Regions from separate parts of the Mus musculus genome. Here regions 2 and 3 are each linked to region 1. The links are chromatin contacts, called in public Hi-C and Micro-C maps. All regions are on one chromosome and are shown on one strand. The core of a region is the stretch at or near the end of the contact, and the rest is flanking DNA. Distances in the headings are between cores, read along the strand shown.

Region 1 (3,151 bases), core at 473-2,972:
GGAGGCAGGAGGATTACAGGTTGGAGACAAACTGGGGCTACATAGTGAGATCCTGTCTTAGAATTTGTTTTTATATTTAAGGCTGAATATTCTGATTAGATAGAGTTGTCTCAATTTCATCAGCTACATTCAATCTGAGAAATCCTAGTCTAAAGGGACAGTCACAGATACTTCATCTTTAGTTTTTTTTTTTTAATGAAGATAAAATAGGAATACATGCTAGCGTTCTGAAAACCTGTTCTATTGGCACTTATTGTCAGTTGTGCCATGAAAAGCATTTTTCATAAACTAGCTGGTTTTCTATGGTTATTAGACTCGTCTTTTAAAATTAGGGCTTTTCTGTAATGTGAGAACAGTTGCTGTCATCAGTGGCTGACAGCTGACCAGAGTGCAAGCTACATTTCAGCTAAAATTTGCACAGAAGTAGCTTATGGAGGAAACAAAGCATAGCTTTAATGTCCATTTTCAGTTTGTGTTAGCTTCAGGGAGGCAGAAACTAGTAGTTCCGTGTCAAGGACTGGAATCAGTTGGTCTTATACAAGTTTATCCAGTCCAGTAACTTCTTCCCCCTCCCCCCTTTTTTTTTGTATACTGCTCAGGCCTTTGTATCTCACAAAATAAGCTCTCCCAACCCAAAGAACTTAAATTGTTGCTGGCTGCTCTGTTGTACCCTATCACATTGCAGGGACAATTCTGACCCCAAAATGGAAGGAGAATGGTCCAGGATTTACCTAAGTCCTCCCTGTCATTGCCTTCAGGTTGGTGACAGGCATTACTGATTTCGTTACTTCCCCTATTTTTTTTTTTTTTTTTTACTTTTTTATTTTTATGTTTTGCAAGTTTGATAGACACAGGGTATAATCTTAGGAAAGGCAAAACTTTTACAGGCGCTCCAAGTGTTGAAAGCCACAGCCCTTAAAAAACGAAATCAGTAACCTTAATTATAGGAATTAGCACTTGGATGGGATTAAACCCCCAATCTGCCCTACATTTCCAAGGTCGCCTCTGCCTAGCACTGCGATGAGATGATAGGACTGTCAGGAAAAGATGTTTAAATGGTTCTGATGAAAATGATCTGGTGTTAGTTCCCCCTCCCGCCTTGTTGGGATTGGATGTGATCTTGGAGTATTTTAGAAGTATTATGAATTTTTTTTTTCCAAGTTAAGGCGTTCCAATAACAAAACAAAAAATCTGGACATTTCGTGCGGTCTGGACCAGGGAGTCCCACTCCCACCAAGTTAAAAACCTTTCCTAGATATTCGTAAGTACTTCCTTTGCCTAAAGGCCCTGGCCCTTACCTTTCTCACACCTACTACTCCATACCTGGACGGGCTTTCTCCCATCCATCTTCTGTTCAGGGACACCATTTACCCGGGCTAGGGCGGGTCAGAGGCCATGTCTGTGTCCGGCTCCCGGAGCTCCCGTGCCGCGCTCCTATTGGCTGGAAGTTCTTTCCCCAAAAGCCAGAGCGACCTAGGCTCGCCACGCCAGCTAGACCAGACTCGGAACCGCCCAGGGGGCGTGGCCCAGTGGCAGGGCGGGGCCTTGCAGTCCGGGCGGCCTATAGAGCCGGAGGGAGTCCCCGGCCGCGCCCCTCGAGGCCGGGCCGGTGGAGGCCAATCCCCGGCGGCCGGCGGGCGAACGCGGGGCCAGGCGGGCCGGTCCCGTCCGCGGGGCGGGGGACAATGGACCAGTTCCTGGTGCGTCACGAGGGAGTTCCTTAAAGGGGAAGTGAGCGGGCTCCCGGCGGACGCGCGGGGAGGCGGTCGGCTGGGGACGCGCCCGGCGCTTCAAAATAATGCCCGCGGCGGACGCGCGACCATGCAATGGCGAGCGCTTGTCCTGGGGCTGGTGCTGCTGCGCCTCGGCCTCCACGCGGTGCTCTGGTTGGTCTTCGGGCTGGGGCCCAGCATGGGCTTCTACCAGCGGTTTCCGCTCAGCTTCGGCTTCCAGCGCTTGAGGGACCCCGACGGCTCGGGGCCAGTTGGTCCGCCCGGAGGCCCGGCCTGGCTTCATCGGCCAAGGCGCGGAACGGAGGGGCGGCTTGAGACCCCGCCAGAGCCGGGACCGACGCCGGGACCGGGCGTGTGCGGCCCGGCGCACTGGGGCTATGCCCTGGGCGGCGGTGGCTGCGGCCCGGACGAGTACGAGCGGCGCTACAGCGGCGCCTTCCCGCCGCAGCTGCGTGCCCAGATGCGCGACCTGGCGCGGGGCATGTTCGTCTTCGGCTATGACAACTACATGGCGCACGCCTTTCCGCAGGACGAGCTCAACCCCATCTACTGCCGCGGCCGGGGGCCTGACCGCGGAGACCCGTGAGTAGCCCGCGCGCTGCCTTCCGCCCCTCCGGGTCCCTGAGAACACACCAGGGTCTTTAAGGTCCGCAGTAGTCCGAGGTTCCTCCTCTCCTTACCCCAGTGGACTGCCATCCCCTTGATTCTCCCTGACCCTCCAAACTTCAGGACAGCTGTCCTTGTCATTTTCTGTTGCAAATGGGGAAACTGAGTCCCAGAGACCGGAAGGGACAATCACAGTATCCCTTGCTCCAGATAGACACATATCTAAGTGCTGGTTATATAGGTTTCCTTTGGAAAACTCCGCTTCAAAACGAAGCCTCCCCACTCCTGATCAGAATGCCACACCCAAAGCTTTAATAAGGTTAAGGAGCGGGTTCCTAGAAAGGGGCCATCTAGTGAGTTGGACGCCCGGATTGGGATGAGGCGTTAAGTGTTTCTCCTTTCCAGGGGCCGCAGCCTAGACTGAGGGGAGCTTATTGGCAGGAATGGTAGTTGCCTGGCCCAGATTGGCGATCTGGATACTTGAAGGATGATTTCTTAGGCGCAGAGTTGACTGACACCGTCATTGCTTGGTACCATCGTAAACACCAGTGGGGTGATGGTGCTGTCAGAAGGTCAACTAGTCCTCGCAGCCCACTAGCCACGTATGGGAAGGTGGAGTTCCGGGGTTACTCGAGTGGACTTCAAAGTCCAAGACAGCAGGACACCCAGCCAAGTTCCTCCTCCCTGAAGGGTGTGCGTTGCCACAGACCAAGTCAGGCTGGTTGGTGACTGTCGTGTTTCCCTCTCCTTAGATGGGAGTGGAGTTATTAGGTTGTTTGTTGTCTTGGCATTCTACATGGACACCCTTGGAC
Region 2 (3,175 bases), core at 262-2,761, 68 kb after region 1:
CTGTGCCTGGTGTAAGGGCATCCTTTAACAGGTAGCAATTGTGATTCTCCTTAGAAAGAGACTCACTGAGATCTGGAACAGTGACTGCCAGTTTTTCCCCTAGACTTGAAGTCCTGCTCATCTTACCCCACCCCTATTTCCTGGTTCAGATGTTGGGTTATTTTGATGAAGAAAGCTAGATGCTGTCATGACTCAGTATTAGTCAGCGTTGCCACTTGCCTTGGGTGGTTTGCTTCAACCCTCCAGGCCTCAGTTATCTCCTAGCAAGACTGTGCCTTCTTTTGGGAAGTTGTGGGATGAACTTAAATAAGTGGCAACATTGCTGTCAGATAGCAAGCAACTCAATGCAGGGGGAGCTTGATCCTATTTGCCTGTACCAGGTCCTTGTCCTGCCTCACATCAATTTTCCGTTTGCTGTTTACTCTCCATCCTCAGGTCTCAGTTTGAACGGCAGCTTCTTAAGGAGGACTTCTTTGGTCATGACATGTGTGCAAAGACGTCTTCCTGTTACCTTTCAACAATTCTGCTATACACTTATGCCTGTATTATGCACGTTTGTCATCTGTCTTCCCTGTCACACCCTTAACTGTATGATGTCAGAGCAGCCCCTCTCTTGCTTTCTGTAGTACACCTAGTGCCAAGCACATCCTATGTCTGCAGGGGACAGTTATTGAATGAATCATAATTATAATTGGTGTGACAAAAGGCTGAGGCAGTATTAAGGTGGGTTTCTGACAATTTAAACTTTCAAGTAGGCTATCCTTAATTGGGTATAATCTTAAGCAAACCCCCAAGTACCAAATTCTCCCTTTTTATAATTACAGGCAGGCTCCGGAATTCTGATGCTTCGGAAATGGGAGGGGACATCCAGTGTCTAGATGGGTTATTTGCATTTTAATTTTATTCCCGTATTGTCTCCTCTCTTGCTGGAATACCCTTTATGAGTTTTAGGCTTTTTCTTTTGCCAACCATGCACCAGTTTTTCTATCAAAAATGACTAATACTGTCCAGCATGTACCATGTGCCAAGCACCCTGCCAAGGCCTTCACATGTGATTCACTACAGTCACGCTTTGAGTTCAAGTCATGATTTCCATTTTCAGAAAATAGCATTGGACTATGACAATGGTTTTTGGGGAGAGAGAGGGGGGTGAGATAGAAGGAGAGGGAGGAGGTGAGGGTGGAGAGAGAGGGATCAAGAGCAGATAGAGATGAGAGAGACAGAGAGAGACAGAGAGAAAGAGAATGAATACTGGCAAGAATGGATATGGAAGAAATGATGATCAGAGCTGGGTATTATAACAGAGGGGTCAAACAAGCATAAAAGAGAAATTCCAAGTCCAAGACGTTCACTTAAGAACTCTGACATCCGGAGATAAGCAGCAGATGTGCCAAGGGTTTGCCCTCAAGCGCCACTGACACGGAGATCTTGGCTGTGTTCTGCTGGAGTTAGCATGGCGTGCCCTACTTAAGGTTTACTGGTGAGGAGGAGGCAAGGAACACCCATCACCGAGAAGCCCAGGCAGGCAGAGGCCTGCAAAAGTCTCTTTCCTTTACTTCCTCACAGAGGGCGACTCAGTAGTAAAGGGACCAGCGGAATCAGATGCATCTTCCCAAGGCTCCTTCACCAAGACTGTTCTTTGAAAATGGGACAGAAACCTCTGAAATGCCAAGTGATAGGGTTTTTGCCAAGGCAACAGAATGCTAAGGACTTCAAGCAAAGATTCTTATTACAAAAAGGTGCTAAATTCTGGAATCGAGTTTAATTATACCTGAGGTATTTCTGACTTGCTGTGTGGGTGGAGGCTCTGCCTCTCTTTCTATTGCTGCTATTATCACATGGCTGTACAGCTTAATTTTTCCCACCATGGAGCTTTTTAGTCAACTTTCCAGTCTCTCCCAGCCAACTACCCCTGGGAGGTAGTCTCTGACAAAGAACTCACCCGCCAACAAAAGTTGCTCCCCACTCTAGTCTCTATTAGCAATCAGGTTATCTGCCCTGGGTAATCATCAGGTTTAATCATTCGTGAGTCAATTGCCAGGACGGTGTGGGGGCCAGCGTCATATACTCCAGAGGCCAAATCTGTGAAGCACGGATGTGCGTGTCAAAGCAACACTGGCTGAAAAGTGCTTTTTGTGTTGGCTTTGGGAGTGGGGAGACATGGAAAATGTGGATCGCAGCTCACCCTGCCTAATGGGAGCCCTCCTGATGGATCCGCTCTTCTTTTAGAGATGCTAGAATTCCTTTATTGCTGTATATGCTATGCTCCATCTCTCAACTTCGGCTGCTCTCCATTTTTTTGCAGGCCGCCTCTGAATAATTTACAATCAAGCATTTCTCAGTGCTTCTGCAGGTCAGCAGGTGCACCATTGATGGAGTTATTTTCTCTATCAGTACATCCAGCAGCGGTTAGCGCTGGTGTGTGTGTGTGTGTGTGTGTGTGTGTGTGTGTGTGTGTGAGAGAGAGAGAGAGAGAGAGACAGAGAGAGAGAGAGAGACAGAGACAGAGACAGAGACAGAGACACAGAGAGAGAGACAGAGAGAGAGAGAAAGAGAAAGAGAGAGACAGAGAGAGAGAGAGAGAGAGACAGACAGACAGACAGACACACACACACACACAGAATGTGTGTGGCATGGCAAATAAAGGCCATATTTGTTGTTGTTGTTTGTTTCCTTGTGTCAAACCTTGAACCTCATTCAGAGGAAATCCACTGGCCTTAATGTGAAAGCAAAGCCTGTTGGGTCTCAGGAAGTCTTTGCTCTTTGCTAGCTCAGCAGCTTTTCTCGCTTGCTTTACTCCTGCAGTGTTGACCTTCATGTTATGTCTATTTTTTTGATGCTTTTAAAATAAGTGACTACAAACACAGTGTCTCACAACACCACCCATCTATTAAGGTCTTGCTGTTTTACAGGTTGGGAGCATGGGCAGATGAGCTCTGTTTTCTGGCTAGTTTGCCAAAGCTAAAATTCAAGTGTCATCTGAGCTCAGTGTTATATCTGGATGTGCTGGTGTGTGTGTGTGTGTGTGTGTGTGTGTGTGTGTGTGTGTGTGATGCAAGTCTTGGGTTTAGTCAGGGCATGGGCAGAATTCAGTTCCCTTCAGTTGGAAGACCTGGGTTCAGTGCAGTTCGTTACCTGAGAGCCTCTCTCAGCTCCTAGAGACTTCCTGGATTCC
Region 3 (3,338 bases), core at 772-3,271, 120 kb before region 1:
GAACGGGTGGGGCTGAGAGCAGAGCTCACAAGACAGTAGGTAGGTGTGTGTGTGTGTGTGTGTGTGTGTGTGTGTGTGTGTGTGTGTGTGTGTGTGTGTGTGCTTGCTACCTGTCTCAGGTTTCCCTTCCTGGTAGTCTTGGTAAAGGTAGTGTGCTGGATTAGAGACAAAATCTGGTGATTATCCTGGGGCTGGGAGTCATATTTATAAAGGTAGCCTTTAAAAATGACCAAAGGTGTTAGGCTAGATGCAGCTCAGCCATAGAACACTTTTTTTGTATATGGACGGTCTTGTGTTTGAGCACATCTTTGGGGGTGGGGGTGGAGGTGGGATGTGTAAGAGAAAGAACAAGATTGAGCAAGCAAAGGAGAGAGAAGGAAGGTGGGCAAAATAGTTTTAACCTTTATAGTCATAGTGAAACATACACACAATCCCAGTACATGGGAGATAGAAGCTGGAGGATCAGGAGTTCAAGGCCAGCCTTAGGTAGATACTAAGTTTGAGGCCAGTCTTTGACTAAATGAGACTCTATCTCAAAGAAAACAAACAAACAAAAAAACTTACTAAATGTTCAGAAAGAGAAAAGCTGGGCTGCACTTGGTGGCACAGGACTTTAATCCAGAACTTGGGTGGAGGAGTCAGGTAGCTCTCTGTGAATTCCAGCCGACTGTGAATTCCAAGCCAGCCTGTGCTACCTGAGACTCTGTCTCAACAAACAAACAAACAAACACAAACAAAAACACCCAAACCAATTTTAGAATAGAAAAGGGACTTGATTTCATATGTAATATATTCTGGATGTTTTTATTACATTTATTTTATTTATTAATGGAGAGAGAGAGAGAGAGAGAGAGAGAGAGAGAGAGTCAGGACAACTATCCAGACATGATTAGGTATCTCTTTCCACCAAGTGGGTGTTGGGAATTGAACTCACTCAGACTTAATGGCATTGACTTTACCTGCTGAGCCATCTGCCCAGCCCTACTTGTAGGTTATTTTTTTTTTTCTGCTTGTTGGTTGGCTTTATTTTTTACAGTTCTTAGGATCAAACCCAGGCTCTCTTAAATCCTAGGCAGAAGCCCTGCCACCGAGTCACCCTAGCCATTTAGTTATTGCTACTTTTCCTTGTCCTCTTTCCTCTTCACCTCCTGTTCTTTTGCCCTTAAGAAGAGTGAAGGCCCAGGGGGCCCACCCAGGACCACGGTGCCCTGGGCAGGAGTGGCTCTCTAATTCCACCTGCTCTGCAGTGCTCTCATTTGTAAGTTCTAATAAATAATTTGCAGGACTGGACTCTAGCACAGCAGTAGACAGGACATCCCACCCGCAACATGTGCTAGGCTTTGGGTACAAATGCCAGCACCTGAAAATAAATAGAAAACAAACAAACAAACAAACAAACAAACACCCAAACCACTTTGCAGATCTGTGGTACAGACTGGATAATGTTAGCATAGGCCCAGAACTCTATCCTGTACCTGTAATGAACACAGTTGCTTTTAGATGAGTTGCCTGAGGCTAGACTTCTGAGAGAACCCAGTCAGAAGTCCAGAGTCTACATTCCACCACACCAGCTTGAGTCACCAAGTAGTGACAAAGCAGGAAAGTGGCCCATATACTACAGACCTGCCTCTCCCATAGGCACTCATGTTCGGGAGGGACACCTATTGTTTTTGTCTGCCTAGCAACCATTCCCTTTTATTTTGGGAACCTCTTGGCATGTGAGGTTCGGATAGATTTCACACCATTCCCAGGCCTAAGGCTGAGTATATGACTCAGGTTGATCCTTGACAGCATTGTGGAGGGGGGAGATTTCTTTGTATTGAGGTTATTGAGCGGGTGGAATGTATGCCTAGGGCCAGTGGGAAGAGTCTTTGCCATTTTAGGGTCTGAGAGCAGAACTTGCAGATAAAGACCAACAGGTTCTAACACCCTCGGCTAATCAGTTAGATACAGCTGTGCCTGAAGCTGTCGTCTGCTGGGTTTCCCCTACTCGCTGATCCAGGGCCTGTCCCCAGCCAAAGTCCTCACTGATTACGCCAAGGCTTATCTGGCACCTAGGCTCAACGTGTACCTTAAAGCACTTCAGATTGACTCAACAATGTAAATACCAAAGCGGCAGAAACAAATAAAACCAATACTTTCTCTTTCTCTCTTTCATCTTGTATATTGAGAACAATGGGAGGGCCCTACCAATTGCTAGATTCATGTAGTAACAACGGTCTTTTTTCTATATTACCACTTTCTTGTTTTGTTTTGTTCTGTTTTGTTTTGTTTTGAGATAGGATTTCTCTGTATAGCCCTGACTGTCCAGGAAATCACTCTGTAGACCAGGCTGGCCTCGAACTCAGAAATCCATCTGCCTCTGCCTCCCAAGTGCTGGGATTAAAGGTGTGTGCCACCACTGCCCGGCACCACTTTCTTATTTTTTGGCGACAGAGTCTTGTGTAACTCTGGCTAGTCCCAAACTTTCATACCAAGGGTGGCCTTGAACTTTTGATTCCACCAACTTCCAATTGGACTACCAAAGGAGCTACATCCCCAGCTCCCTCCCTTCTTTTGAAGATGAGGTTTTCCTTTGTAGCATAAGCTAGAGTCGAACTCAAATCTTCCTGCCTCAGCCTCCCAAGTGCTAGGATTACGGGTGTGTAGTGCTTACATTCCTACACTACACATGCTTACTTTACCATTTATGGATGACCAGACTGACTGCACACACTTGGCTACCTTTGGGCCAGTGCCATGATTGTGCCCATCCAACCTGAGTCAGCTTCATGAAAATGAAAATGTGTTGTTCCAGTTCTGATGTCCCTCGGAGAATACGAGATACCACCATGAAATGTAAGGAAACAAAATTATGTTTTTCTTCATAGTTTGGAATTGTATTTGTGCCTGGAGGTGTCCATTGTCATGATCAGTGAATAAGTATCAGCCCTCCATTCCAGGAGCCAGTCTCCTGAGCTCTGCTAGCACCATCAAGATAAGAGGACCCATTCCTTCATTTCTTAAATACTTAGCATTCCAACGAAGATTGAAGAAGTCCTCTCCTCTCTTCTCTGAGGATGCTCACCTTCCTGTTCTTTATTAAGGACAGACAAGTTGTGGCATCTCAGGTCTTGACCTTGGCGTTGTGTTCAGCTAGAGATCCCGTCTGTTGGGGGAGTTGAGCCACTGAGTCACGGAGAGGAAATCGCCCCACCACACCTCACCTCATGGCTGAGAAGCCAGACTGAGAAGCTCAGCCGGCTGGAGACCTGTCAGCCCCTGAGAGGACAGGCTGGGCTGGGAGGGTTGCTCCATGCAGATGGTCACCCCATGATGACCTCATCTGCCCCGCTGGT

Evidence for each region. Hi-C and Micro-C count contacts between places; a contact is called where the count stands out from the background.
Region 2: a contact with region 1 is called in a Micro-C map of muscle stem cells, with 2.9 times the contacts expected there. The contact joins the enhancer-like site here to the promoter of Edem1 in region 1. A contact is called at or near these places in 1 of 39 promoter capture datasets (macrophages), 2 of 484 Hi-C or Micro-C datasets (both in muscle stem cells), 3 of 115 datasets of contacts at active chromatin or transcription factors (bone marrow-derived macrophages, embryonic stem cells and microglia) and 2 of 9 other capture datasets (adipose tissue and pancreatic islet).
Region 3: a Hi-C map of Th1 cells shows a contact between it and region 1, with 5 times the contacts expected there. The contact joins the enhancer-like site here to the promoter of Edem1 in region 1. A contact is called at or near these places in 3 of 484 Hi-C or Micro-C datasets (CD4 T cells, Th1 cells and embryonic stem cells), 2 of 115 datasets of contacts at active chromatin or transcription factors (effector CD8 T cells and extraembryonic endoderm stem cells) and 2 of 9 other capture datasets (adipose tissue and liver).

Annotation. Positions count from the first base shown.
Region 1 is chr6:108,826,919-108,830,069 of GRCm38.p6, forward strand. Edem1 (ER degradation enhancer, mannosidase alpha-like 1) reads left to right here and starts at 1,723. Exons shown (of 12, transcript NM_138677.2): 1 at 1,723-2,315. The coding sequence starts at 1,822. Gm35417 (a long non-coding RNA gene) reads right to left here and starts at 1,358. Exons shown (of 2, transcript XR_377956.4): 1 at 1,299-1,358.
Region 2 is chr6:108,895,135-108,898,309 of GRCm38.p6, forward strand. No RefSeq gene overlaps it. Among named protein-coding and RNA genes, the nearest start is that of Gm6749, 16 kb to the left of the region's middle. Within about 2 kb of position 1,512, at least 30 of the 459 cell types and tissues checked have an H3K27ac peak or open chromatin away from gene starts, as enhancers often do. A contact at or near this core is called in muscle stem cells, where this site is marked.
Region 3 is chr6:108,702,895-108,706,232 of GRCm38.p6, forward strand. No RefSeq gene overlaps it. Among named protein-coding and RNA genes, the nearest start is that of Gm35359, 27 kb to the right of the region's middle. Within about 2 kb of position 2,022, at least 77 of the 459 cell types and tissues checked have an H3K27ac peak or open chromatin away from gene starts, as enhancers often do. A contact at or near this core is called in Th1 cells, embryonic stem cells, extraembryonic endoderm stem cells and 1 more, where this site is marked.